Regions from separate parts of the Pan troglodytes genome. Here all the other regions are linked to region 4. Evidence: chromatin contacts called from public Hi-C data. All regions are on one chromosome and are shown on one strand. Each heading gives the region's core, a stretch centred on a gene start, on an enhancer-like site or on the middle of the called end of the contact. The rest is flanking DNA. Distances are from core to core; before and after follow the strand shown.

The links. A called contact is a pair of places that touch in the nucleus more often than the background predicts.
Region 1: a contact with region 4 is called in a Hi-C map of stem cell-derived neural progenitor cells, with 7 times the contacts expected there. The contact joins the promoter of PJA1 here to the promoter of EFNB1 in region 4. A contact is called at or near these places in 1 of 7 Hi-C or Micro-C datasets (stem cell-derived neural progenitor cells) and 1 of 1 datasets of contacts at active chromatin or transcription factors (stem cell-derived excitatory neurons).
Region 2: a Hi-C map of induced pluripotent stem cells shows a contact between it and region 4, with 4 times the contacts expected there. The contact joins the enhancer-like site here to the promoter of EFNB1 in region 4. A contact is called at or near these places in 4 of 7 Hi-C or Micro-C datasets (blood, induced pluripotent stem cells and stem cell-derived neural progenitor cells), 1 of 1 datasets of contacts at active chromatin or transcription factors (stem cell-derived excitatory neurons) and 1 of 1 other capture datasets (stem cell-derived neural stem cells).
Region 3: a contact with region 4 is called in a Hi-C map of stem cell-derived neural progenitor cells, with 6 times the contacts expected there. The contact joins the enhancer-like site here to the promoter of EFNB1 in region 4. A contact is called at or near these places in 1 of 7 Hi-C or Micro-C datasets (stem cell-derived neural progenitor cells) and 1 of 1 datasets of contacts at active chromatin or transcription factors (stem cell-derived excitatory neurons).

The regions. Positions count from the first base shown.
Region 1 is chrX:66,923,702-66,930,861 of NHGRI_mPanTro3-v2.0_pri, forward strand. It overlaps PJA1 (praja ring finger ubiquitin ligase 1), which reads right to left and starts at 2,219. Exons shown (of 2, transcript XM_016943939.3): 1 at 2,042-2,219.
Region 2 is chrX:67,036,608-67,043,630 of NHGRI_mPanTro3-v2.0_pri, forward strand. No RefSeq gene overlaps it. Among named protein-coding and RNA genes, the nearest start is that of PJA1, 110 kb to the left of the region's middle. Within about 2 kb of position 3,009, at least 3 of the 24 cell types and tissues checked have an H3K27ac peak or open chromatin away from gene starts, as enhancers often do. A contact at or near this core is called in induced pluripotent stem cells, where this site is marked.
Region 3 is chrX:66,893,240-66,900,406 of NHGRI_mPanTro3-v2.0_pri, forward strand. No RefSeq gene overlaps it. Among named protein-coding and RNA genes, the nearest start is that of PJA1, 29 kb to the right of the region's middle. Within about 2 kb of position 4,337, at least 8 of the 24 cell types and tissues checked have an H3K27ac peak or open chromatin away from gene starts, as enhancers often do. A contact at or near this core is called in stem cell-derived excitatory neurons and stem cell-derived neural progenitor cells, where this site is marked.
Region 4 is chrX:66,591,779-66,599,550 of NHGRI_mPanTro3-v2.0_pri, forward strand. EFNB1 (ephrin B1) reads left to right here and starts at 3,892. Exons shown (of 5, transcript XM_016943922.2): 1 at 3,892-4,889. The coding sequence starts at 4,762.

The DNA of each region.
Region 1 (7,160 bases), core at 969-3,468, 330 kb after region 4:
CAGTTTAGAATAAAGGAGCAGGGAGATTTATTTTCACTTCAGCAGGCAGGTAACAGAAAGAATAAGGGGCCTTTAAAATTAGTTTCACTTTCTTCTAAGGCCTGGAGTAGCATTCCAGTGACTGTCAGGTGTAGACCTGGAACACATTTTTAATGTTGGCAAAATGATTACAAGACTGGGTTTGCAGGAAAGCCAGACTTAGAGGAGAATCTGACGGAAGGTTGGGGGGTGACTGGACGCTTGGAAGGTGGGTGAAGTACTGTGGAATTGTGCAACGTGGGGAAAGGAAAGACTGCTGTAGTTTTTTTTATGGGGTGTCTGCATTTTTCTGAGTGCTGCAGACATACAGGAGAAATGCAAATTGGAATAGAGTGGAAAATACAGATCGCCGTGTGTGCACGAGTGCCTATGTGTCTGTCTATCAAGAGGAGAGGGACAGGTGGAAGGGGACCAGCAATCCTGCAACAGAGGGATGTTTACGTTTGTAGGGGGAAAGGGTATGAGTGTTAGAATGAGACCCATTCTGGATGTGGGTAGGAAAATGACAGGCATGGGTTGGGTGGCTTTGGAGGAGAGGGGTGCGTGTATGTATGAGGAAAGGGAAGGTGTTTGTGTGTGTAGCTGTATGTGAGGCAGCTGAAACTACAGAAGGATGCCCTTGTTTATGCGTATGTCACAGGCAGAGGAGTGTATGGTTGGCAATGGAGAGGAGTGTCTGAGAGTTTGTGTGTGTGTATGTTAGTCAAAATGGGAGGCAACAATGGAGAAATGTCAGTGTGAGCAAATGCAGCAGGCACAAATGGAAGCGGGGGTGGGGGGTGCGCAGCACTGGAGAGGGATGTGCTTGAGGTGGATGGAACAGAGGCAGGCAATCAAAGAACGATGCCTGCCTGTGTGGATATGGCAAGCAGGGAGGCAGGTTGTGTCCCCGTAGAAGGATTTATGTGAGTGCGAGTGTGTGCACCTCAGGGACCAGCAAAAGAGAGCTGTGTCTGACACACGTGGCAGACAGAGCAATAGAGGAGAGCATTTGAGAAGGGGGTATGAATGAGCACATGTGGCTACATATGTATGTCACTGGCCAGCGATAGAAGGATGTCCTTATGTGTGTATATGACAGGAAGGAAGAAGGAGGGCAGCCGGAGGGGGTGTGTGAATAGGCATGTGTTCGCGAGAGCACGCAGAGGCCGAGCAGGGAGGGGGCCGGTGCTAGAGGTGTGTATGTGGTAGGCGGATAGAGGAGGGGGAAGGCATGGGAGGGTGTGAGGGTGTGAGGGTGTGTGAGAGGGTGTGTGCTGCGTGTGCCTGCGCATGCGCGGGGGAGGGGAAGCACTGGAACCTTGAGGATGGAGGGGCAAGGAGGGGGCTGCAATGGAAGGCTTCTGTGCGGGGGCGCGTGCTCGCGAGACACGGGGGGTGGGGGGTAGGGGGGACGCAATGTCATAAAAAGAGGTGGGAAAAGGCCATCAGCTCAAACGGGAGACCCCAACCGATGTGGCAGGGGAGAGGGAAAATGAAAGAAAAGGGCGTGCGTGGGTCTAGTCTTCCCTGAGAATAATTATTTTTTCCTTACAATTTTTTCCCTGGGAACAGTATTTTTACCTAAAAATCTTAACCATTTACCATTTGGCAAAACAACAGCAAAATATGGGAAGAAAGGCCACGGAGTGCTCCGCAAAGGGGCCGAGGAGGGAAGAAGGAAGGAGAGGGGAGGAGAGGCAGGGAGAAGTGGGAGAGGGCCGCGACCACCACTGCCCTCCCAATAGCGATGAAAGCCACTCGAGTGGGGACCGCGCCACACCAAAGGGGTTCCGGCAGCGGAGGATGTGGCCCCAGAACAGGCCGATGGAGGACATGGGCCTCACTCTGCAGTCAGGTCCCGCGTCCGCCCCACCCCTTCCCGAGGGGCGAACCTGAAAAGCAGTTCCCAGGAATCCCCCAAAATCCTCGCCCCCGTGCCCGGCCACTCGCCCCGCGCCCGGCCACTCGCGCCACCGCCAGCGCCCGGATGAATCGAGGAAACAATCAGCCTTTCACTCACCAAGTCCAGAAAGCCACACGCTTTTCAGAGAAGCAGAGCTCTCGGATCTCCGACCGCCACGACCGCCAGAGCCACTGCTCCCGGTCCCGAGCTCCTCCCCCGCCAGACAGCAGCGGGGCGGGCGGCGACTGCTGTGGCGGAAGTGATTGTGAAGTCAGCTGGAGCCCGCCCCCTTGATGTGGCGGGGGCGGCAGCTGCTCTCCACAAATCAGGGTGGGCCCGAAAGCATTATTTCATCTTAAACGATGAAATCGTCAAGGATACAGAAAAGGACAGCGAAAAATGTCACAAACACCCAGCTTTAACTAATGTTAAACATTTAGCTATATTCCCTTCTGGTTTTTTAATAAATAAAATAAAATCTGCAAATTCTTTCTGATTAAGTCCAATGTGAGAGTAATTACGTTACTACATCACATCCTATGTTACGTGTTATGGTTGTACCGAAAGTATTAAAACTGTGAAACCATATTTAGGGTTGCAGTAAGCTTAAATTTTTTTTAACCTGATGGTTAAAGCAAATTGAAGCTGTTTATGTTGAATTTGTTGCTGCTAATCACAAAACCAAGCTTCTCTGTCCAAGAGATCATAGGACACAACATAGGTTCATATTCTGTTATTGCATTGCAGTTAAAAATATTGTAGTTATGCCTTTTGGATTTATACCATTTTACTGAATTCTGAAGTCTTTAAATTGCGCTTTATAATGGAACTCTAGTATTTACAGCCAATGTAAACATTTCCCATGTTCACAACAGTAGCAAAATTTTGTTCTTACTGGAAACAAAATGCATAATAGAACAAAAATCTTAGGGGTAGCAACATAATAGAAATAAAATGTATAACTTTCAAACCATTAAAGTAATAATATGTGGAACAAAGAGAAAAACTCATTCTTAACAAAGGTCAAGAAATGTTGCTGGGGGGGGGTACAAAAAAAAAGGATGCAGAAAGAAAACAAAAATGCAGGAATCCAAATATATCAGCATGCATTATGGGTTAACATCTCCTAATAAAAACCAAACTCTTATTTTGAGCATTTTGTTTTTAAAAGCCAAGTTATATTCTATTTATGTGAGTTTCACCTAAAGCAGAAATAGGAATAAAAAATATATGAGAGTAAAATACTAGCAGAAAAAAAGGAGAGAGGGAATGAGGGAAGGAAAGAAGCAAAAAAAAAAAAGGAAGGAAAGGAAGGAGGAAACAAACTCGTAACAATATCAATATCCTAAACATCGAGAACTCAAAGTAAAAAGAACTAAAGAGAACAAAACAGGTTGCTTTATTCACTGAGAAAGATATGACAAGCTGGTGGTGTGTGCCTGTAGTCCCAACTACTTAGGAGGCTGAGGCAGGAGGATTGTGTGAGCCCAGGAGGTTGAGGCTGAAGTGAGTGAAGATCACGCCACTGCACTCCAGCCTGGACAACCAAGCAAGATGCCATCTCAAAATGATGATGATAATAATAACAATAATAGAACTTCATTGGTGAGAAATCTGAAACTATCAAATTTTTTAATGGAGATACATTTTCATCTAGCAATTCTACTTCTAGTCAATTGCTCTATTGTGTGTTCTATTGAGACACACAAGTGGAGAAAGATATGTGAATAGGAGTGTAGCAAGATAATGCAAACAACTTTAATTCTCCTCAACAAATAAATTGTTTAAATTTATTTAAACATGTTGCATGGTGGCTCATGTACAGACATGGTGGTTGACACCTGTAATCGCAGCACTTTGGGAGACCAAGGCAGGAGGATTGCTTGAGCCCAGGAGTTGAGACCAGCCTGGACAATATGGTGAAACCCCATCTCTACAAAAAAAACGTAAAAATTTCCCTGGCGCAATGGTACGTGCCTGTAGTCCCAGCTACTTGGGAGGCTGAGGTGGGAGAATCACTTGAGCCCAGGAGGTTGAGGCTGCAGTGAGCCAAGATTGCGCCACTGCGATCCAGCCTGGGCAATAGTCAGACCCTGTCTCAAAAAAAAAAAAAAAAAAGAAAGAAAGAAAGAAATGAGGCAAGTATATATGTACTGGTCTAATATAAATATATTAAGTGAAAAAAGCATGTTGCAGAACAGTGCATTTTAAAAAAAAACATATGATAGTCACAAAAATTTATGTGCCAAACAATGTAGTTTCAAAATATATAAAGCAAATACTGTTAGAAATATAAAGAGAGATCAGGAAGTCTGCAATTATAGTGGGAAACTTCACCTCATTTCTTATGGTATAGATAAATCAAATAGACTGCAAAATAAATAACGATATGAGGAAATGGGACAGTACAATATACTGAATGTATATGTATTTTTGTTTTTTTGAGACAGAGTCTTGCTCTGTCATCCAGGCTGGAGTACAGTGGTAAAATCTTGGCTCACTGCAACCTCCACCTCCCGAGTTCAAGCAATTCTCCTGCCTCAGCCTCCTGAGTTGCTGGGACTGCAGGTGTGCACCACCACACCCAGCTAGTTTTTGTATTTTTTAGTAGAAATGGGGTTTCACCATGTTGACCAGGCTGGTCTCGAATTCCTGATCTCAAGCAATCCACCTGCATCAGTATCCCAAAGTGCTGGAGTTACAAGCGTGAGCCACTGTGCCCAGCTTGTATATGTATTTTTGGACTCAAGAGAGGATACATTTTCTTTATAAAAATATTTTTAAATATGTCAACTATACAGAAAAGTAGAGTATAAAATACACATTTTAATGCACCTGTCACATGGATTGAGCAAATTTTATTTTCTCCAGATCCTCAGATCCTTCTGTTTTTGAAACAAAATAGTACAGATGAAGCCCTCACTTCATCCTATTCACTTGACCTCTCTCTTGAAAATAAGCCTTATTTGGAAGTTGATGTGCTGTCGTCTTGTTCATGTTTGTGTGTGTGTGTATGTATATATATATATATATGTGTGTGTATATATATACGTATGTATATATGTGTATATATGTATATGTGTATATAAGTGTATGTATACATATATATACAGATATATAATATATATTTACATATATATATCTGTGACCAATACACAATTTTGTTTCATGTATTTAAATTATACAGATGGTATCATTATAAATATATACTTTTGCAACTTAGATTTTCACTCTATTGTTTTTTGAAACTCAGCAATTTTGATACCTGTAGATCTGAGTCATGCATTTTAACTGCTGAATATTACTGTATCAATTATCCAATACATTACTATAACATATTATTGTACGGACTTCTTTTGCATAAGTTATCCAATTTATCTCTTTTCCTACTGTTTCTGTTTTGTGCAATTATAAGTGAGGATTCAATGAACATCCTAGTGCATGGCTCCTTGTGCCTACATAGAAGAGTTTCTTCAGGGCAGAGCTTCCCAACTGAGTTATAAGTGTTCTGATATATTGATCCCCTTAGCTCTCCAGGAAGGTAGCTTTGGCTTCAGCAGCTGCCCCTAGAGACTGTTGCCTCTAGCCAAGAGCACACTGTCTGTTTATTCCAGTGAGCTGATAGCATTTTAAATATATGTTCTGATGTGAAAAGGATTGAAATAAATTGCTCTAGTATGGAAACATTGAAGTAGAATTTCTTGGTCAAAGAGTATGTAGTAGGTATCTACTGCTGTGTAACAAATTTCCCTAAAACATAGCAGCTAAAAACAACAAACATTTATCATATCAGTTTCTATGGGTCTGGAATCCAGGCATGGCTTAGTTAGGTGCCTCTGACTCAAACTTTCTTACGAGGTTGCACCCAAGCTCTCATCTAGGGTTGCAGTCTCATTTGAAGGCTCAAGTAGGGTAAGAGGTTCACTTCCAAGCTCTTTTACATGGTTGTTGACAGGCCAAAGAAGACCCATTTCTAAGCTAACTCATGTGGCTGTTGTCAGACTTTGATTCCTTGTCATGTGGACCTATCCGTAGGCTTCCTAAGTCTCCTCACAGCATGGTAGCTGGAGAGAGAGAGAGAGAGAGAGAGAGATCCCAAGAGGAAAGATGCAGTCTTTTTATAACTTAATCTCAGAAGTGAGATCTCATCACTTTTGCCATATCCTATTCATTAAAAACAAGCCATGGAATTTGTTCATTTTATCTAAGTAATCAAATTTGTGGCCATAGAGTTGTTCATAATACTTTTTATTATCCTTTTAATGTCCATGAGGTCAGTAGCAATGGCTCCTCTCTAATTTCTGATATAAGTAATTTTGTTTACTCTCTGTTTTTCTTGGTCAGTCTGGCTACAAGCTTCTCAATCCTGTTGACCTTTTCAAAGAACCAGCTTTTGATTGTATTGCTTTTTCTCTACTATTGTTCTGTTTTCAATTTCATTGATTCCTGTTTTAATTTTTATTGCATTTTTTTTCTGCTTACTTTGGGCTGAATTTGCTGTTTTATTTTCTAGTTTCCTAAATGGAAGCTTAGATGATTTATTTAAGGTATTTCTTATTTTCTAATGTATGCATTCAATGCTACAAATTTCCCTCTAAGCACCACTTTTGCTGCATCCCACAAATTTTGGTAATTTATCTCAAAATATTTTAAAATTTATCTTGACACTTCTTCTCTAACCCATGTTTTCTTTAGAAGTATATTGTTTAATCTCCAAATATTATGTGATTTTCCAGCTACCATTCTTTTATTGATTCCTAATTCAATTTCATTGTGGTCTGAAAGCATACTTTGTATAATGTCTATTCTTTTAAATTTGTTGAGGCATGTTTCATGGCCCAGGATGTAGTCAATCTTGGTGAATGTTCAATGTGAGCTTGAAAAGAATGTGTATTCTGCTTTTGTTGGATGAAGTTGTCTATAAATGTCAATTAGATCCAGTTGATTGATGGTGCTATTCAGTTCAACTATATCTTTACTGATTTTCTGCCTGCTGGATCTGTCAATTACTGATAGAGTGGTGTTGAAGTCTCCAACTATAATTGTGGATTCATCTATTTTTTCTTGAAGTCCTATCAGTTTTTGACTCATGTATTTTGATGCTCTGTTGTTAGGCACACACACATTAAAGATTGTTGTGTCTTCTTGGAGAACTGACTCCTCTTTCATTACATAACACCCCTATTTATCCCTAATAATTTTCTTTGTTCTGAAATCTGCTGTGTCTGCAATTAAC
Region 2 (7,023 bases), core at 1,759-4,258, 440 kb after region 4:
TTGGCTGGTGTATAGCAAGTGCTCAAAGGTCATTGCTACTAGTGGCTGAGGTTACGGAGTCGCTGTATAGCAGGGCTACAATTTGAACTTGAGGATGGCTCTAAAGCCAACGCCCTTTGCAATGCTCTGTACCCTCTAGCTTGCCACCTGCTCACCAGCACTGCCACTCAAGCCTTTCTTTTGAGCTAGGCTGAACAGAGCAGTACTTGCGGCGCTCCCTCCTGCTCAGTGGACTTAATGAAGCTAGGTGCTAGATTGCAGAGCAGAGCACTAAATGTTGTAATGGAGGAGACAGCACAGCGCTATAGGAGCCCAGCTGATGATCAGCACTTCTGGGAGGAGAAGGGGAGCTGTCACAGAGACTGCTCTGACAGTTATCATTCAATACCTACTCTTCCCTTCTCTCTGAGTAACAAAGCTCAAATTTTACCTACCATGGCAATGCCTAGCTGAAAGATTATATTTTCTAGCCTCTCTTACAACTAGATGTGACCATGTGACTACATTCTGAGCAATAAAATGTAAAAGCAAATGTCACATGGGACTTCTGGAGCTGCTGCCTAAAAGGAAATTATTGATAGCTAGGATATGTGCCCTTTCCCTTTTCTGTTGCCAAAATGGTGATGTGATGACTGGAGCTCCAGCAGCCATCTTGAACCCTGACAAGACCTCGAAAATGAAGCTGGTACTAGGATGTTAGAGCAGAGAGATGGAGGAGGTGAGATCTTGATGACTCCACAGTGCCACTGTGCCATCTCTGAACTGCCTATCTCCAGGCGTCTGGTATCTGAGACTATAAACCCTTGTGTGTCTAAGCTAGACTTTTTTGGGTTCAGTTTCTTGCACTGAGTGCAATTCCTAAGTGATTCAGAAAACTCCACAGGAAAGAAATAATTTGCATGGGCTCTAGGAATAAGTAATTCCGGACAGAGGAAACAGCCAGTTCAAGGCACGGATGGAGGTTTGAAATGTGTGACACATGATAGATTTGGCAGGGGTAACCAAGAAGTCAGACATACAGTAGACACCTTGTGTCCCAGCCAAACAGGACTCCTGGCTCATACACCGTGCACTCACTCACTCCACAGTGTGGTCCCCTGGACTCTTCTTTAATAACTCTGGGGACCAGCAGCTTCAGTTGTAATTGTTCATGACCTGTTTGTTTTTTCCTTACATCAAATCAAAAGTAATGCAATTTTCAGGTAGCCAGGTGCTATGATCTCCATTTTGCAGATGAGGAAACCGAGGCTTATGGAGGTTTACCAGCCTGTCCTAGGTTACACAGCTAGTAATGGCAGAGCTGGAATTTAAATCCTGGTTGGCCTGAGTCCATTGCCCTCTTTCTACCACTGGTTCTCAAACTCTAGATGCATCAGAATCATCAAGAAGGCTCATTAAAGCACAGATTGCTAGGTCCTACCCCAGAGTTTCTGATTCAGTGGATCTGCCATGGAGGAGCCAAGAGCTTGCATTTCCAATAAGGTGCACAGCAGGGGAGGTTGGGGAGGGAGTGATGCTGCTCATGTGTAGACCTACTTGGAAAACCACTGGATTAGAGCATTAGCTGGGGACTGGGTCTCCTCATAGCAGGTGTGACAGTGTGGAGGCACTGTGACTTAGCAAAGTGGTGCTTCGTCTGGAGTTCTTGAGTTTATGACCCTTTTCATCTATTGTCAGCCAGGCCAGGATGGGTGGCACCTGAGCCAAGCCTGGGCTTGGCAGGAATGCTGAGAATTCCAAACTAGCAAGCTGCTGGCAGGTTCCAGCTAAAATGCAGACAGGCACCACCCTTAGTCCCTAGGTTAGATTTCTTTGGCTCCTTGGCCCTCAGCCTCCAGAAGGGTTAATGCTGACCCACTGGAACAGAGAGACAGAATGAAGAACTTTTTGTAGGCCAGGAGCCAATCTGAATCTCACTGAAAACCTCCAACCAGACCTGAGAGATTCCATAAGCCCCCAAGAGGTTGCTTGAACTGGAGACTACCACGTAAATACTTTCCTATACATTCATGCAAAGGTTTTAAAAAGATTGTCTTAATAGTTGTGCCCTGTTGGCATGTCAGTTTCAGGCTCTGAATTCCTAGAGAGCAGGGAATGGATTTGCAGGGATGAGGAATTAAAACTCACAATGACAGAGAAAACGGTGATGACAATTATAGTGTTAGGGTTGATGTTGGTGGCCACAGTGTAAGGAGAAGAGGAGAGGGAAGTGGTGGTGGTGGTGGGGAGGTGGAAATGAAGGTGAGGAAGGTAGATGGATGTGAGGTTGATGAAGATGTAAGTGGTTAGTGAGGGTGACGAAGGTAGTGAACTGAGTTGTCCATACCCCTCTGAAGACACTTTCCCTCTTATCTCTGTATGTGTCTGTTTCGCCTTCTAGAACCTCCTCTGGGGCAGGGCCTGTGCCTTGCTCACCTTTGTGTCCTAGCACCTAGCCTGGTGCACTGCACATCGTCAATATCAACAAGTGCTTGCTGACGAATGGAGTGTGAAATGGCATGGGGCAGGAGAGATGGCAAGGCTGGCCAGCCATGATGACCTGGAAGAAGCGGCCACGTTGGAACACTCCCTTGTGGGAGCAGAGGCTCCACAGAATGATGTCCATGCCCCTGGAGCTCAGAGAGAGAACTGTCCCCGTGAGGTACAACAATGGTGCTCCCTGCCAGTGGTGGCTGTGGAATGAGCACGGGGAGCTCTAGAAACTGGCCTGTCTAGTCCAGCTGGGCTCAGTGGGCCCCAACCAGGCAGCAGCAGCAGCAACTTTGGGGATTTGTTGATTTGTAGAGCCTGCCTGCTGGAGGCAGGCTGTTTTTCCATAATCATCTTTTGTCTGGCTGAACAATAGAGGTGAGGGGGCAGCCAGGCAGGTGAGACATAGCTTGACAAGACCCAGGAAGAGGAGGGGAGGCTCCCACACTGCTTCTAGCCAGCTGCCCCACTGCAGGCCTCCCTTCCTAGCTCGGCCCTCTGCCGCGGACCCCCAAAGGCTGCTGAGAATCATCAGGCCTGGGATAGGCTCAGCCTGGGACCCCGCCCCCAACCGGGGCTGGCTTTCATACCTCCCCACACACCTCTTTCGCTCAGAAGCTTCGAGGCTTTTGATAAATGTTGGCGCAGTTCAGCGCCCGAAGAAGGCAGGCCGCTCCTGGGAGGAGCCTGTGGACATTCGACACTGGGAGAAGGATGGCCCCACATGGGAGCAGGGTGGGGGTGGGGGCTGCAGCCCAATTCCCCACAGAACAAAAAGAGATTTCTCTCTCCCTTGCACCAGCTGCTGAGTCCCAGCCCTGGCTTGATCATTTTTCAAACTGCAGTAAATTAACATTTTCTGGAGCAGGAAAACCACACTGAGAGGCCTAAATACCAAATTTAGGGATGGCCTCAAGCCCCTTTGGGCCTGCTTCCCCTCCCCTCATTCTTGCTGGGGACTGGGGAGGACAGAGCCCCAAAGGAACAGCTTCTTCCATTTCACTCACACCTTTCCTGGGACTGGCTGAGGGCCCCTCCCCCGTTCCCTGCACACAGCCCTGCCTGTCACCTCCTCTTTGCTGACATTCCCTTCTCCACCTCTCCCACCCCATAGAATGTAGTGCAGGCGTGTTTATTCCCACTTGGCAGAGGTGAGCCGGAGGACCTGGGAAAGAGTGGGGGAGAAAGGGTCCAGTGAGAGTGCAGGGAGGGGTCCTGACGTTGGGCCCCTGAGGCACAAGTTAGAAGTCCTGATACCCCTGGTTTCCCAAACCTGAACTTGATTTATTTCCACTGAGTTCTGAAGCATACAGTTTAGATAGGACAAGGAAGCCCCCAGGCTCTCTGGATCATCTTCCTGTCTCTGCAGAGTGGGAGCTCCCCTATTCCAAGCCTTCAAGGGAAGACATTCCGAGAATAAAGTCTGCTGTGGGTATCTCTGCTTTTGTATCTCCTTGTTGAGATAGAGAAGTGTTCGTTTATTCCGAGCGAGGCGGTTGCCCTTTGCTGTGTGCTTAGTATGTGTCAAGTAGCACGCTGGGTGCTTTCCAGGCATCATGTCATTGAAACCTCAGAGAATACTTCCAGGGAACGGAAACAGAGGCAGACACTGAGGCTCAGAGAAGTGAAATGACTTTCCCAAGGTCCCACGTCAGAGGCAGGATTGCTATCCAGGTCTATTGGGTGTCAGAGCAGTGCTCTCTTCTCCTGCCACTGTCCCGTCACCCTTCCCGCTCCTCTGTTCAGTGGGCCCAGCTGCCCGTGGCGACCTTCCCCTGTTCCCTCTGTCTCTTCTGACTCAGGACTGCCCACAGAGGCTTGAACCAGCTGCACTGTCCTGTCACCAGCTGGGGCCTCAGCTCTAGCAGTGGGGAGCCAGGATCTTGGCCTCACAATGGACTGGGGGGGGTGGCCACAGCTGGAAGCAGCTGGAAGGCAGGCCTTGTGGAAGGAAGTGCAATGGCACACACACACACACACAGAGATACACAGAGACACACACACACAGACACACACACACTGGGGTTGGGTGGGTGCTCAGGGAAACCATTCCCTTTGCCTTTCCAGAGAGCAGAAGGAAAAAAAGGAGTCAGGCTGTGGCCTGAACCCTTGTGTAGCTCAAGCCCTGGGGTGCTTGGCTCTCTCAACATCAGAGGGCTATGAAGTCCCTCAAAATCTGGCACCCATCTACCTTTTGGAACTTATTTCCTGCCCCTTCTCTTTATACTCTCTGGTTCAACCAAACTCAACATTCCTCCTCTGTGCCTTCCCTCATGCTGTTCCTGCTGCCTGGATACCTGCCCTCCTCACTTCCCCGTATGCAAATTCTATCCATCAGCTAGGGCCCAGGTCAACAGCCACTCCCTGCAGGAAGCCTTCTTGGTCCTCCTCACCTCGATACCTCCCTCTTCTCTGCCCCAACCTGAAAGAAATTCTTCCCTCCTCGGCACTTCCTCTCTTAAGGCATTAGCTACTTTCTCCCTGGAATTTGAATCATCTGGATCTGCCTCTTAGACTCCTTCTAGACCAGGAGTTCTCTGAGGGAGGAGCTTGGTCAGATTCATCTCTGTATTTTCTAGCACCTTGCTTGAGATTTCTCTGAAATGTATTGTCTACCGCATACCTCACACGGGAGGGTGGCATAGTGTAGTGGGAAAAACAAGGCTTTGGAGTCAGAGGCACCTAGGGTTAAATCCCTGCCCTGCTTCTTTCCAGCTGGTGCCCTTGAACCAGTTACCTTCCCACTGAGGCTTGATTTTCCTCAGCTCTTGTAAGATAAAAATAATAATTGCTGGCTGGGCGCGGTGGCTCACGCCTGTAATCCAAGCACTTTGGGAGGCTGAGGCAGGCAGATCACAAAGTCAAGAGATCAAGACCATCCTGGCCAGCATAGTGAAACCCCATCTCTACTAAAAATACAAAAATTAGCTGGTCGTGGTGGCGCGCGCCTGTAGTCCCAGCTACTCAGAAGGCTGAGGCAGGAGAATCACTTGAACCCGGGAGGCGGAGGTTGCAGTGAGCTGAGATCACGCCACAGCACTCCAGCCTGGTGACAGAGTAAGGCTCCATCTCAAGAAAAATTGCTACTACCCAGGGTTATGGTCAATATTAAATGTGGAACTAAAAAATAAAGTACCTCCTAAAATATGTGGCACATTTCTGTGTTCAATAGATTATTTGCTCATTACTTCTCCCTTTAACAGGGTCTGAGAAATGAATGAATAAATGAATGAATGAATGAGGAGATGAATTAATGTTGTGCCATCCAGCCGGCTGTAGCCTGAGGTGCTGGGCCACCTCTGATCTGGCTGTCCTCTCCTCCAGGCAGACCCACCCACCAGCCCACACCCCTCCATTCTGTTCCCAGCCACCCCAGGCCCACAGTTTACATGCTGAAATTCCCAGAAGCCAAGACTTCCAAACAAACCCCCCAAGTTTGGATTTATCAGCCATGCTATTAAAACAGTAATTTTCAGCTGCCTAATGTTTCCAACTTCTGCTCTAATCCAGCGGGTAAATATTTACAGAGCCTGACACCACTCCTAGGCCACTTGCTCTGCTGCCAAACATTCATTTCCCTTGTAGCTCCACTGGTTTGATATTTTTAGGAGCGGGGGAGGATGGAGGGACGTGTGTGTGTGCATGTGTGTGTGTCTGTGTGTGTGTGTGCACGCATGCATGCCTGCATGTGTGTGTAAGGGGTGGGAGAGAGGCTGTCTTTCTCATGGTGAGTTCCTGGATGGGGAGAGACACAGGGTAACATAGTCCTTTATACTTCCTTCACCCTGATCTCCCCTACTGGGGGCAGAGGGGAACAGGTATGGTGCAGTGTGTACAGATCCTCAGGCATCCCCTTCCTTGGCCTCCCTCAACCCTTTCACCTTCCCACCACACACACAGTCACACATGCACACACACAGCTAGCCAGCACAAATCTCCATACAGGCTAACCATAGAGACAGCAGAGAAGCCTCGGGGAGCACATGCAGGCACTGGAGGCCTACAGACTTAGGGGCCTGCCTCAATTCTGCCATTTGCCAGATGGGTGGCCGTGACTATGTCCATCCCCATCTCTGAGTCTGTTTCCTCATCTGTGAAATGCAGGTAAGAATGCCCAGCCCCATGGTGAGATAAGTTGGCGAGCACCAAGCACAGTTATGCTAGGTGCCCTGTAAAAAGTGCTCCCCTCTTGCCTCCTCACCCTTTAGAAAGAAGATAGGAAGCATGCCCTCCAACCCACCGATGCCCCGGTCCTGCTGGAGTGCTGATCACTTGTCAGAACTTCCATGCCCTTGCCTGTGCTCTTCCTTCTGTCTGAAATATTCCCTGAGCCCCAGGAAAGTTCTCAGCATCTTTTCTTAAGACTCAGAACACATGGCTACCTCCTCTGAGAAGTATTCCCTCATGGCCCTAAGAGAATCTCACTCTGTCTCTCTCTCTGTCTGTCTTTCTCTTTGATTAAGCATTCTTAGTGAATGAAGCCTGAGTCATATTCATCTCCATGGCCTCAGCATCTAGCACAGAGCTAGACAAGGTACTCAAAGAATATTTGTT
Region 3 (7,167 bases), core at 3,087-5,586, 300 kb after region 4:
GGAGGTCTCTCGGTAGATGGTGGCCATGGGGGTCACATAGGAGGGAGACCAGGCTATGGGGCTGGCTCAGAAGAGTTTGGCAGGGTCCCAGCAGGCCTGCTCTGGCACAGAGATGTGAACGCACGGCCGTTGCAACTGGTCTAATTGCTGTCTCATCAGCTCTCCTAGGGGCTCATTCCAGAGACAAGCAAAGGGAGGTTTCTGCTGTGAGACTTGAGGGAGCCTGAAGAGAGGTGGAGGGGCCGGCACTTTGAAAGGCACTGACAAACCCCAGCACGCCCAGGGCAGAGACCCAAGTCTGGGGGGTATGGCAGGGAGAGGCAGGGAGCAAAATGGCCAGGAGGGAAGGGACTAACTTTCCCGTCGGCTGCTCTTGGCTTCCCCCTTGATCCTGTGTCTCTCCCTAGTTAATGTTCCATATCTCCTTTTCCAGGGTCCTCATTGGGCTGTCCCCACTTCCCCACCTGTCCTCCACACCTCAGACCACTGCTGACAGCTTCCCATCCCTACTTCAGCTGTCACCCAGGACCTCAAAAACCTAATTACAAGAATCAGCGGACTTAGCTCGTGGAACCTCTCAGTCACATTTGATATTTGTGACTACTTCCTGCTATGTGACAATTGCGACTCCCTAATCCTCTACTCTCTACTCAGACATGGCTTTCCTAGTTCTCCTCCGGCTTCTTTGACCATTCTTTCTCAGTCTCTTTCCCAGGCCCCTATTCTCCAGTATGCCCCTTAAATGTCGGGTCACCTCCCCTACGGATGCTCTCCCTGGCTCTCTCAGCCCCTCCTGCGGCTTCCACCACCTCCTCTCAGCAAGTAAATTCCATGTAACCTCAGCCTGGGCTACTCCCCCAAGCATCAGCTAGTACAGACATTTACCCAGTGGTCATCATCAAAGACACTTCAAACCCACCTTGCCCCAAACAGAATTTATACTCCCAGACCACACCTCATTGCTCCAGACCCACACCACACTTCATTTCAGTTTTGTTTCTCCAGGGGTAACCCTACCATCCACCCAAGTTCCTGGCTAGAAACCTTTGCTCCTCCCTCTCCCTTGCTCCTCACATCTAATTAGTTACTGTGACCTGCCAATTTTACCTCCTTAATAGCTCTGGAATCCATCCCAAGCATTCCATCCCTACAAACACGGCCGGAATCCAGGCCTTTATCATTTCTCTGCCACCAGAGTGCGTCCTCCTCGGACCAGCCTCCACACTACAGCCACTTAGACCTTTCCTGCAGACAAATCTGAGCATGTAATTCTCCAATTCAAATCTGTCAGTGACTCCCCACTGCCCCCAGAGGAGAGTCTAAGTTCCTGAGCCTGGCGCACAGGCCCTTGAGATCTGGCCCCTGCTCACCTATCCCACCTCCCAGCCCTGGAAGGGATTGTGCTTTCATGCTATGCTCTGTAGTCTCACCTTACTCTTCTGCTGGCAAACTTCTACTCACACAGGCAGCTTGGTGGAGTGGTTGAGAGTGTGGGCTCAGGGCCCTGACTGCCTAACCAGGAAAGTCACTTATCCTCTCTGGGCCTCAGTTTCCCTATCTGTAAAATGGGGGTGAAGACTGTTTTTACCTCTTAAGGTTGTATTTCTCTTACAAGGGAATAAATTAGATCATGCATGTAAAGCACTTACAACAGTGCCTGACACACATGAAGCACTGTATAGTGTTAACCACTATTTATTATTCCCCTTTAAGAACCAGTGCAGACAATACCGTATCTGTGAAGCCACACCCTCCTCTGAGACTACGTGCTCCTCTTCTGGCTCCTTCTGGGACTCTAGAGCCCTGGCTAACTTCTATCACAACACTTGAGACCATCTGCCTGCTGCTTGACCTTTCTCCCTTGCTACTTGATATCCAGGACTGAAGTCTACCCATATTTGCATCTCTAGCACCTAGCCCATGACTTTTCATATGGGCCTCAGACTAGCCTGAGATCAGTACCATAATATTATCATGTCCATTTTGCAGATGAAGAAATTGAGGCTCAGAGAGGTAAAGGCAATTTTCCAAGATCGCACAGCTAGAAATTAGCAAAACGTGGGTTTAAACCCAGATCTGCAGGATTCCGAACCCCATGATCTTTCTACTTTATCTAACTCCTTGGGGGAGGGGAGTCTTGAAATCTTGTCCTAGAAGGAAAGATTAAAGAACTAGTGGATGCTCTGCCTAGAGGAGAGACAACTCAGGAGCAAGGACAATCCCCTCCCTTCCCACCCATCTGTCTGAAGCCTACTGGTGCTGGTATGTGTGTTTCAATGTTGATGCCAATGCATGTGTTGGACACGTGTGCAATGAGGTCATGCCAGAATGCTAGAGATGGAAACCTTCATCTCAGAGCCCCTGCTCACCTTTATATAGTTCTCCAGAGTTTACAAAATGTTTTTGCATCTCATCTCGTCATTTGATCAGCCTCACGCACCTGGGATGTGGTAATCATGCCCCAGACAGGGCAGTGAACTGCCGCAAGTCACCCAGAAGTGGCAGAGCTGGGACTCCAACATTTAGTCAATGCATAAAGTCTGCAGCAAGCCCCTTCCTTCCAGCAGGAAGCCTGAGGATTCTGAGACTGTGGCTGGGGAAGTTATTCCCCCAAAGAAAAGGGATGTGAATGCTGGGTGTGGCCCAACCTAGAGAGAGGACAGGCGAGAGAGAAGGTCTCTCAGACTCAGGGTTCCCATCTGCAAATGGAATAACACCCCCACCCTCACATGGTAGGCGTAAGTCTCAAAAGAGATGATATACGTAAAATGAAACAAATGCCTGGTCTGTCCTAAGCACCCAACAGATACCACACTGCAGCTTAACTCGTGGAAAGCTTGTTTGAAACAGTGGCAAAGGTGTTCAAGGAAAGCCTGCCTGTCAAGAATTAGGCAGAGCTGGGTTTTGAAATGCCATCTCTGCCCCTTACCAACTGTAGGGCCTTAAGAAAGTCACATAAACCCTCCAAGTTTTTGCTGCCTCATTTGTAGGATGGAGACAATGAAGTCTATCTGACAGAATCGTTGTGAATGGCCACATGCGAGTATGTGTGTAAAATGGCTGACACAGGAGCTGGCACTAATAGAGTCATTATTATTGTTCTCACAGATTAGATGGCAGAGCCAGTGATGAAGACTCTGGAGCCATACCACCTGGGTTCTAAGCCCAGCTTTATCTACTAGCTATGTGACCCTCAGCAAGTCACTTCACTTCTCTGTGCCTTGGTTTCTTCAGCACACGTACGGTTGGGATTAAATAAGTGACTACATGTCAAATGCTTCTGGCAAAGGGTACATGCTCTGAGTGTTGGTGAGCATTGTTATTATCAGACAAAGGCCCGAGAGGCATGAAATAGTGTCCCTCTTCTCCCAGGGCATCACATCCCCTTCGTGAACAAAGACATTAGTTGAGGCCAGTTGGAACAGATTAATGGGGTTCCTTTCATTCAGCTTCCTAAAGGCATAAAATGACCCCTCCTGAGGTGGGGCCCTGCTTGTAAGGATAGCTGTGTGCAAGCCAGTCTTCAGCCAAGATGCCCTAGGCTGTCCCCCAGATTCAGCCAGAACTGTCCAGAGTCCTTGCAAAGGGCTTTGTTGGGCTCGGAGAGCTCAGAAAACATTACCTGCTATCCCTCTCCCTTCTTGGGAGGCCAGAGGTGGCCGTTAAGGAATAGACCCACCGTTCACACACACCTAACTCTGGCCCCCATGGCTGTGGGCGGTAGGGGCTTGGCTACGTGGGCTCAGCAGCAGCAGGAGGGCCGGGTAGGGCAGAGTTGGGGGCCAACACCTGGGGTCCAGGCCCAGGCGGTGGAGGGCCGACAATGCTCCCTGAAGTTCCTGTTCTGGCTCCATTTACAACAGGCTTCCTGGAGTCACGGTGCATTTTCCCAGGCGCCTGCTCTCGGCTTTCATAGCTGCCTCCCACCACCCAGACCCAGCTAGGCCGGCCTTAGGGCACCCAGAAGGAAGCAGGAGCCCAAGTACTGGCTCACTTGGGTCAGTGCTTGGGGCTGGCTAGCCGCTGCTTTCACATACAACTCCGCAGCCGCGAGGAGATGACCCCTCCCCTCCCCGTCCCCAGGCCAGCCTGGCCCCGCCCCGCCCCCAGTGCCGCGTGGAGGGAAATCAGGAGAAGCCGAGGAATTGTTTGTAATTACTGTGTTTTTAAAGGCTTTTCCGTGAGCCTTCAGCCGATTTCGGGGGAGGGCAGCTTGCCAGGGAGCATTGAAATGGAAATCCTGTGTTCTAGCCGGGACCCTCTTGGAAGGAGATTCTTCCCAGAGAAAAGACCAGAAGCCCCGCCCCGTCCCCCGGGTCCCCCGTGCGCGGCTGTGGTCATGGCGGGCTCAGCGATGTGTGGCGGCTTTGTGGAACGGCATTCCTGGCCAACGGGCCTCAGCTCTGCCTCGGGACCCCGCCATTCAGCCCCCGCATGAAAGGCCGCTGCCCGGGCCCGCAGCTCCCACTCTTCCCCACCCCAAGGACGCACCCATTCACCTCCTCTCCCCACCGCATCTCCCTTTCCCCCACTTTCCCCAAACGGGAGGCGCTAGCCATGGAACATGGCACATCCAGGGCTACCTCCTCCCAAGTTACCCAGAGGTCATGTGTACAAGCAGCAATTCTAAGAACAGTCCCTCAGGCGTGAGCGGCATTTTACAGTTTGCAATGCCTTTGCACATCCACCAGGCCAGTTACTCCTCGTAGCAACCCCGCTAGGAGCTTCTATTATTATCAGTTCTCAAATGGGGCTGGGGGAGGGGAAAGCCTTGCCCAAGGCCCCTGGGCTAGCAACTCATAGAGCTGGGCCTAACCCAGGGGTCTGCAGGATGTCTCCTTCCACCCCCACCCCAGGCTGCCTCTCCCACACGCTGGCTGACACGCAGGCAGGACTGTTCTTCTGGTGCAATCCCTGGGCCTTGTGGTCTGGGATCATTTCCTGTGGCCTAAAGTACTTATTTGCAAGTTGTAAGGACTGCCCGGTTTCTGGAAGCCTCGCTGAATGCTTCCAGCTGGGAATTTAACCTTCTCAGACCCAGCTGTGGATCTTGAGAGCTCTCTTAGTTCCCAACCATTTTCCTGGAGCCCCCTGAGATAAATTAGTTGTGTCTGGGTGGGGACAATGGAGGAGTACTGGACTGGGATCCAGAAGACCTGGCCTGGGCCTGGCTCTGACACCCACTTGCTCTGTGACCTTGGGCAAGTCCCTTCACCTCTCTGATCGCAAATCAAGGCTTAGAAAGTGTGCTTCCCTGCCTGAGTTTGCAAGCCCAGCCTCTTGTTTTCACTGGAGCATGAATGGAATTGACCTTCCCTTACTCAGCTCCTCCACAGCTCAAGGTCTTGTGAGAACCTTGGAATTGTTGCACATGAGAGCTGATTAGGTAGGCCCCTGAAGATAGTGGAAACCACTTGCCCCATCCTCCAGCATCGGATAGATGGGCAAACTGAGGCACAGGAAAGGGGAGCCAGTTGCTCAAGGTCATCCAGGGAAGCTAATAGTAAGGTCAGGATTAAAATCCAGATCAACAGTGGTGATAACAAAGGTAGTGTGAGAGATTTTAGCTTCCTATAATTTTCCACCACTTCCCCAAGACTTCCTTTTATTCACATTTTACACATTATTATTATATATTATTAATTATAATAACATTAAAAATAAATGCATAGTTAAAATCCTGTGTAAAATGTTTATAAAGTTATCTTCAGAAAACTTTCCTCTTTTTATGTATCTGTAACACACATCCTCTGAGCGTATACAGTGTTTGCTCAGCACTTGCAGCCTCAAGGGACAGCTAACCTCCCACCAGATCTCTGCTGCCCTCAAGGCCCTCGTATAGAGAAACGATGGTGGTGACTCAGTAGATATGGGCCCCTTGCACTCTTCCCAGAAGCCTCCTGTTTGTGTTTGGGAACACACAGCACCCGTGGGTACCTTCTTTTGGCCCAGGACCCCACCCCTCCTTAACTAGGGGAGGCTTCTCAGACAGAGCCCCACCCTCCTCCACTTCTGCCCTTACATTGGTTCTAGGAAGACAAAAGTACAAGGAGGAGAGTCCAAGATTTGCAAAGGAATAAAGAAAGTTTCATGGATGTTTCAGAGGTGACTCTGCCTGCCTTTCCCTCATGTCCTCCTCCTTCATAAAGGAAGCAATTTTTTTTTTGACACAGTCTCACTCTGTCACCCAGGCTAGCGTGCAATGGCACGATCTCAGCTCACTGCGAGCTTCACCTCCCAGGTTCAAGTGATTCTCCTGCCTCATCCTCCCAAGTAGCTGGAGTTACAGGCACCTGCCACCACGCCCGGCTAATTTTTGTATTTTTAGTAGAGACAGGGTTTCACCATGTTGGCCAGGCTGGTCTCGAACTCTTGACCTCAGGTGATCTGCCCACCTCGGCCTCCCGAAGTGCTGTGATTACAGGCGTAAGCCACCGCGCCCGGCCCTAAAGGAAGCATTTCTGAGCCTTCCTTAGTCCATAGAACATCAAGGAACTACAGCATGCTACAGCTCCAATAAGCCCTTAGACATCTCCAATTCAACCCTCTCAGGTTACAGATGAAGAAACTGAGTCCCAGAGAGGGGGCAGGGAGTGAGAAACCTGGCATAAGACTGAAGACCAGAAACCTCTTCTGCCTGCACAGCCAATATTTTCCCACTGTCCCCTGTACCCTGCTGCCTCCTGCATACACGTACAGGCTCACCCGTGTGTGTGCTAATGCAGGTTGACGGCTGCTGGGAGGGTCACACATGGAGCCACACACCAGCCCATTCACTCTGACACATACCCCAGCTGGCTGTCCCCAGATACACACTCCACCATCCCCATTCGCCCACTCGCCTGCAACTGCCCATCCCATCCCCTCCTCACCATCCCCTCACACAGGCGCACCCACACTGATTCACAGGCCCCTCCCCGCTGGCTGCCCTGGGTCTCCCTTTGTTGATATGACTACCCACAGCTGCACAGAGAAGGTGCTGGGGCAGAGGAGACAGGGAGGGGTGTGTGGGGCGGGGGTTGGGGGAGTTGTATGAATGTAGACTGGATCCAGAAGGCTCCGGCTGGGAGACGTGGGGCTCAGCCACACCTTGGATAGAGCAAAGCAAGGGGAAGACTCTCTAGTGTTTGGAGAGGGAACAGGAGACAAGGGCTAAATAGCCCACGC
Region 4 (7,772 bases), core at 2,642-5,141:
CATCTCTAAAACAGGTCTATCAATATCAACCTCAGGGATGTTGTGAAGATTAAACAAACATAATAGAGCACCAGGTGAAAGCACCCAGCCACACTGCCTGGCATACAGTAGGTGTTTAATAAATGGTAGCTCTCCCTCTCCTTGTAGGGAATAGGTGCCGGTGTATGTGAGATGTGCAGGTACAGGTAGTAGGTCTTCTAGGAGGAAGACAGGAGGCATGGGGCAGGCTAGAGATGACTGCAGACAAGAGAGAGGGTTGCTAGCCCCACTGGGTTGTCCCAGTTGGCAATGCCTTGGACCTCAAGTTAGGATCCTTGCTCCCTGACCCTTCAGTCTGCTTTTCTAACTGTTAGCTCTGGCTGGGCCTGCTGGCTTTCCCAGGCCCACACCTTGGCACACACTCCTTTCCACAGCCTTGGTATATCAGTGTGGCCTAGTTTACATCCTGACTTTTCCACTTCCTGGCTGGGTGGCCTTAGGTGAGTTACTTCACCTCTCTGTGTCTCAGAGTGCAAGGCAGGCAGGGAGAAGTCAAGGACAAGGGCCACAGAAATAGAAAGGTGTGTGCATGTTCATACACGTGTGTAGATGATAGTGAACATGAGAAACTCTGGGGGCTAGATTTTAAATTCCACGAGGACAGTACCCGGTCCTGCCACCTTCTGCTGAATAAATGGATAGGTGAGAAAGAATGAGAGTTTGTGTGCGTATATGTACAAGTGTGTGAGAATATGAGAGGAGATAAAAAATGTGCATGTGCCACACAAAGCATGTGTGAACAGGTGAGAACGTGTGTGACTGGGGATGAGAGTGTCTCTGTGGGAGGCTCTGCAGAAGAGTAAGAGTTTCCATTTAGTAAGTACCACAGTGGGCCAGGCATGATACTAAGCCCTTCACATGCATTGTCTCATTCACCCCTCACCACGGCTCTGTGAATGAGGGACGACCTCTAGGTTACAGACAAGTAACTGAGGCACACAGAGGTGAACTGACTTGCCCAAGGAGACACAGTTCATAAGCAGGGAACTCTGTGGCTCTGAAGTTTATACCTCCCTGCTGCTCATGGGTGTGGGAAGCTGAGCTCAGAAGGAGCAGCTCTGCTCTCCCAGGGCTGCACGATGCCCGAGGCTTCCTGCAGCTGCCAGATGTTCTCCTGCATCTCTGGGTCCAGGATCCCTCACATACAGGTATCAGTGTTTGGTGTTCCTTGTGGGCAGGGCTTGTTGGAGCTGCTCTTTGTGTCAACAGGGATGGCCCTGCTCGGAGGTCAGCACAGAGGCACTGCTCAGGAAATGCTGGTGGACTTGAAACCTGATAGTTGTGTGTGTGTGTGTGTGTGTGTGAGCACGTGCGTGGACGTGTTTGTAATGACACAGTAACCTGGGAGAAATGGGTGGGGAGTGACTGCCAATGGTATAGGGAGGGCTTGGATGAGAGGGCCCCCATTGCTCACAGATCCTGACTTCCTCTCAGGCTCCCTTGGGAGTAATTTTTCCCTACCTCGGGGGCCTGAATCATTACATCTGAGGCCCCGCCAGGGTGGGGCAGGAGGTGGGAACCTGGAATCACTGGCCTAGCCATGGCAGGGAGCAGGCTCAGCTCTGCTCCTGAGGCCCCTGTAGCTGGTGTGGGCAGGTTGAGGCAGAAAGGCTGTGCTGTGAGCAGGGATAAGTAGCATGTGGAGCAGGTCTGGACATAAAGAGTCTTCTCCTCATTTCCTCTGCCACCCTGCCCACCGGGATTAGGTGCTGGCACACTCAGGAACTGCTTGTCTCCCCATGTTTCCCAAGACTGGCCGCATAGCCTCATCTCCCCATCCCCCACCTGGCCTTGGGCTCTCCTCCTGTGGGACACTGGGCATGCTGGCTGTGGGGAGGAAGAATCGAGGCTGGCTCTAGGGTTGGCAGTGGTGGTCTTAGATGAGAAGAACTCTGGGCTATGGCCAGGAATATAGATGAACTTTCCAGGCCTGGCAACCTCTTGAAGGACAGTGAGGGAAGAGTCCTGGCCAGCCCCAGGCTGCTGCTGTCCATGCATGACCCAGCCTTAACCAGGAATGAACAAAAGAAGCAAAGAAGCAAGGATTGGCTGGGAATTTGAGCCCGTATGGTACAGGGGAATGGCCACAGGCTTTGGAGACAGATGTCCCAGGAGTCAAATCCTGCTTTCACCACTGATCAGCTTGGTGATCTCAGATGGGTCACTTCTCTCTGAGCCTTACTTTCCCCTGTAGGTAAAATGGGGATACTGAAACTCATTTCAAAAGGTTATGAAAGGAAAAGCATCTAACTTGGTTCTTGACAATAGTAGGCACTCAGTAAGCAGCAGGCTGCTTTCTGTATTCAGGTTTTGATGTCCTAGCATGCACTCCAGGGATCCCAGTCTCCCAGCTAGACTACTGGTGTGTCCCTACACCCTATTCATCTCATCTCTCCTTCCTTACACCCCAATGCAGGGTCCAGCTGAGAGCTCAGAGACCCCAAACAGCTCCTTCTTTCCCTGCCTACCCAGAGCCACTTCACCCTCAAGGGCTGCCCCTGGAAGTGGGAAGGGCCCAGATTTTCCCTATTTTCTCCTCTATTTGGGAGAAAATAAAAAGACAAAATCTGGGCTATTCCCACCTCTACAGCCACAAAGATCATCAGAGGATCCACTGAGAAACGCAGTAGCTCAGTCACCTATTAAGCGAGATGATGGACAGGAAACTGTGTGAATGGTGGAGCACTTTGGGAATGTTGCTCATCTAATTATCTCCATAAAGAAAAAGTGGGGAGACCTTGTATTCTTGGCAGTCCCTAAGCCTACCCCAAACTCAGATATCCTTCTAGTTCTTTCCCTTCCTCCCCATACAGGGTGGCGGTTTTTGCCAAGGCTACGCCTGTCCCAGGTCTTGTGCTATGGCAAGCTCCGGGTTTATCCCAGGCGCCCGCAGTGCTATGGAAGTCCAGCAGGGGGAGACATTAGCACGTGGGTACGTCCTCTAGGGTCCGACCAGCGAGAGTGGGTCGGACCTGGAGGGTCTGAGCTATGGGATCGAGCCAAGTTATAAGCAAAGAGGCAAGGCGGGGCGGGAAGAATGGGCCAGGGCTGGGAGACAAAGACCCAGATGGCGAGGCCGGGACAGGCTGGAGTCCGGCTTCTCCGGGCCAGGATGCCCGCTTTTGCTTTTTCAAAAGTCTCATGCCCTGTGCTTTTTCCTCTTTGCCCTCGAGGTGTCTTTCTTTATCGACGTGCCCTCTCATCCCCGCTTGCCTATCCCGGGACCTTGCCCGCGCCTTCGGACAGGACAAGACTAAATCTTGGCTCCAGAGGTCCCACAAGGCTCCCCCAGAAAGCTGAGATTCCGAAGGCCTGGTCCCCAGGGGCGATGAACACGCCTTCTCTCCCCACCACACCCCACCCTGCTCCCCGCCCCACCTCCAACCCCAATCAAGTACTGGACCCTCACCAGTGTCCCCCTCCCACTGCTCTCACTTTTATGTTCCTGACTCTGGGTCCAAGTGCAAGCAGACAGTGCATTTTGAGGGCGAGAGGAGGAAAGCCCACCAAAGCCTTACGTGGGACTGGACGAGGAGCAGACAGGCTGTCCTTGACACGGAGGTGGGCACAGAGCAGGACTTCAGGGGTCCTGTGTGTAAAAAGAGAATGGAAATACTTCCCTGGGGTACTTGGGACAGGGTCAGTGTGCTGGGGTGTTGACCAGACGCGTGGAGAGGAGAGCAGGCCGGCAGCTCTTGAGAGTGCCAACTTCCCACGGGTTGAGCTCTCTGGGAACAGGACTGAGCGGGACCCAACCCTAACCGCACGAGCCGCACACTCAGATTGGTGCCATCGGGCGCGCGGCGTCCTTAAGAGCTCCCTGAAACCCCGCCCCCTTCCTGCTCTGGGGGCGTGGTATGGGGCAAGGACCCCGCCACTGAGCTTGCTATTGGCTAAGAGAGCAGGGTTGGCCTTGCGTTCGCCTGAGCAAGGGAGTAGACAGCACAGCGGCAGCGGAGGGAGTCTATGCGAGCTGGACAGCAGTGGGAGGTTTGTGAGGCTCGCGCTGGCCGCAGACCCTCCGGCTCGATCGCCCGGGAGCCAGGACTCGGCGACGCGAGGCTGCCGGGCTATCCGGCCGAGGCTTCGGGGGCGCAAACTAATGGGACTGGCTCGCTCGGCAGCATCTCCCCGCTCTTCTAAGTACACTGAGCAGGGCCCGCGCTGAAGTAGAAGCTGTCCGGGGGCGCGTAGCCCGGAGTCCCAGTGTGGCCCGGAGGAACGGAGCCCGTGCCAGGGCGGCCCAGTCGGGAGCCCGGGGACCGAGCTTGTGTTGTGGGGAAACCCCCACTTCTTCCAAGGGACAGCGATCCCGGGACGGTCGAGGCGTCGGGGCGGTCACCGAGACCTCTGCGGGAAGACCCCGTCGGGGAGAGGGCGCGCAGCCCCGAACCGTCTCGGGAAGTCGAGCGGAATCGGGCGGGATCACCCGGGGGCGCAGAGCCCCCGTCGCGCCTCGTGCGGCAGCGGAGAGCCCAGGAGAACGAGCCCTCGGGGGCCGAAGCCCATGCCCGGGTTGGGGGCGGCTGCCCAGTGAGTCCTCCTGGCCGGCCGGGCGGAGAAGAGCGACACCGAAGCCGGCGGGAGGGGAGCACTTCAAGGCCGGCGGCTGCGGAGGATGGGCGCCTGAGCGGCTCCGAGCGCAGCGCAGCAGAGGAAGGCGAGGCGAGCTTTGCTGAGGAGGCGCCAAGGGATCCCGAAGTGCAGTCTGCCCCCGGGAAGATGGCTCGGCCTGGGCAGCGTTGGCTCGGCAAGTGGCTTGTGGCGATGGTCGTGTGGGCGCTGTGCCGGCTCGCCACACCGCTGGCCAAGAACCTGGAGCCCGTATCCTGGAGCTCCCTCAACCCCAAGTGAGTAACTTATCTCCTCTGGACGCTGGGGTGGGAGGCACTCCTTCAGGGTGAGGCCGCACGCCCCGGAGTGCATGTGGGGAGGTCTTCGGAGGAGGAGCGGCGCCTCATTTTGTCTCCGGCTTTTTCGAGTGTTTTCCTGCGGGCAGGCGGATGGAGCAGGGTGCGGCGGGGTGGGGTAGGGGCACTTGGCTGGGTTGTGACCCCCTGGGCTTCCCAGCCCCTGCCTCTGCACGTCTTGGATCAAGTCGAGGTGGTCGCACAGGCGGAGCTGGGGAGTCGGGGCGCCCGAGAGCGCACCGGAGAACTGAGTGGAGGCGAGAACGCAGCTCCCTCCGGGGCCCCTGGGAACGTGGTGATTTTCGCCGAGAGCCGCTCCAGGAGCGAGCTTGACTCGGGCGAAAGACGAGGCCAGAACACGGGTTCCTCCTTTGCGTAGCTGTGGAGGGAACACAGAGCGGGACCCGGCGCTTGGGGTGGGTGGCAGCGCCAACATCCCCACTCGGGCTTCTCCCATTTTCATTTCTCTTTCTTCCCTGTTTTCCTCCCTGGCTTTTTGCTTTGCTGTCTCTTTTTGCCCCCCGCCCCTCCTTTCTCCCTGCCGGAGCGGTAGAAAGGCGGGCGCTGCTCCCAGGCTCACAAAGGCAGCGGGTGGAGAGGGGCGGAGTGGGAGAGTGGTCGTTGGGTAGTGGGGGTTCGAACCAGTGCCCGTCAGGGGTCCAATGGAGCCGGTAACAGAGCTTCAAGGGCCCGCCAGGGCGGAGAGTGGCGGCCGAGCTGTTGAGGGAGGTGGGTGGAGAAGGAGCGATTCCTGCCCAGGCAGGTCCCCTTGGCCCCCGAGTCTGTCCCCCAGATTGGGGAGCTGTGCTTAGTTTTCCCCAAGGGGTTGGGGCGGGGGGTGGGCAGCTATATAAAGGACATCCTTTCTTTTCTTCTCCTTCCCCTGCACAACTACCCCACCACCACCACACACACAACCCCTCCAAACAACACGCACACCTTTCAGGGCGGTGGCTCAGTGGTTTCTGGGCTTTTAGTGGGAAGTCGCTGGGGCTGTTGTAGTGACCTCTGGACCTTCTTCTCTTTTGGCATCCAGGACTCAGGTTGGAACCAAGGGTCAAAATTGCCCTTCCTCTCAGTTTTCTGGAGGTCCCAGCAATGTGCGAACAACCCCACTTAGCAGGAAACTGGGGAGCTTTGACCTGCTCCATCCGTGATCACTGATTCCTGTATCTCAAATTTCTTCCTGTCCACTCTTGCTGCCCCCCGCCGCCTCCCCCCCAACCCCGCCCTGCCCCGGGTAACTTCCCAGGCTCCTGCCTACCTTGGCCTCTTGGGTCCCAGGGACGTTTGATCTCTCAGCCCTGGAGTAGGAGAAGGCAGCTTTAGTTTTCTTCTCCTCGATTAAGGTAGAGTCCTATTACTGGTTGGTGGGATGGCTAAACCAGGGTTGGGGTGGAGGGCTCTCCCTGGGTACAAGGAAAGGGATTGGCAAGAATTTCTTTCCTACCCAGAAGCCAAACGGGGTACAACACTCTCCTAACAGCAGGGGCTCAAAATGCTCTGGGAGCTCTGGGCTGCTTGAGCCCAGGGGGGAACGTTGTGAAGTGCTCAGTGGTTGTGAAGTGCTCAGTGGTTGTGAAGTGCTCAGTTACCCCGGTAAGGGTGGAGGCTGGAAATGTTCTGTCTTGAGCCAGGAGAGTTGAAATCCGCCTGGGGTAGCCCATCATAGGGGCTCATGGGAGTGACCTAATTGCTCTCTCGGGTCTCTAACCAGCGATAGCATGCAGCTCCACAGCTGGAAAGGAGCCCTCCTGCAGAGTTGGGGGTGCTGGAAGAAACACGATCTGTCTGTGCTTCCCCCTTTTTGTGCTCAGAGACTTTAGTGCTCTGGACTGGTTTACAGGTTTTGGGGGGTGGTATCCTCTCTGACCCTCCTCCTCATCTACCTCAAGCTGAGGGCAGGCATTGTGGGGTGGGGATGGGGGGTGGCTGAAGACTCTCTAGAAACTGTCCGAATTCCATTCTGTAATTGGGTAGATCCTGAGAAGGATCAGAGACTGATCCTGGTGCACCCTCCTTCCATCCAGGCTCAGGGGTCTGGAATGCAGCCACTGTCTACATGTGTTGGCTCGGGGTGGTGGGGGCAAATGGACAGGAAGGAGGCACTGCCCTCAGCTCTCCTTGAGCTTTGGGGGCTGCTTCTGCCACCGCGCCCAACCCTCAGGCTGCCACAGCCTTTCAAATAAACAGTCCCTCTCTGTCTCCCTCCCTCTCTGCCTCCTGCCCGAGTTCTCCTCTCAGGCCCGTGTCAGTTCGCCCTCTCATACCCTCCGCGAGCAGCGCTCACTTCCCCTCTCCAGCTAGGCTCGCCTGCTCTGCCTTGCTCTCACACTCCCTCTCACTCTTAGTCACTCTCTGCCTCTTTTTCTCAAGTCCTTTTGTTTCTCGCACATGCCCGTGCTCTCCCTCTCAGGCTCATTTTCTCTCTTCCCTCCCCTCTTCCTCTCCTGGCTTTTGGTCTCTCTCCTCAGCCCTGTCAGAAGCTGGCAACCCCCATCCCAAAAAAGAAAATCTCCCAGTGCCTATAAACCCTGCTTAATTGCTTCCTTCTTGGGAAAAAAAAAATCAAAATAAAAGAAGTGGTGGGGCTGGGGGTCCACTTCCAGGTTCCAAGGTGCGTGCGGCCCGGCCCCAGCCCTGACTGAGAGGGGAAGCGGGAATGGCTGGCCCAAGACTCCCAAGCCTCTTTCCCAAATTGGTGCTGGGGCCTTCTGGGGTGCTAGTCCCTGAGTGGCAGGAGCTTCTGCCTCCTTGGCCCCTCCTGTCAGATTTGCCCCATGAGCGCAAGGTCGGGGGATGGGTTTGGTCCTGCTAGAGTTT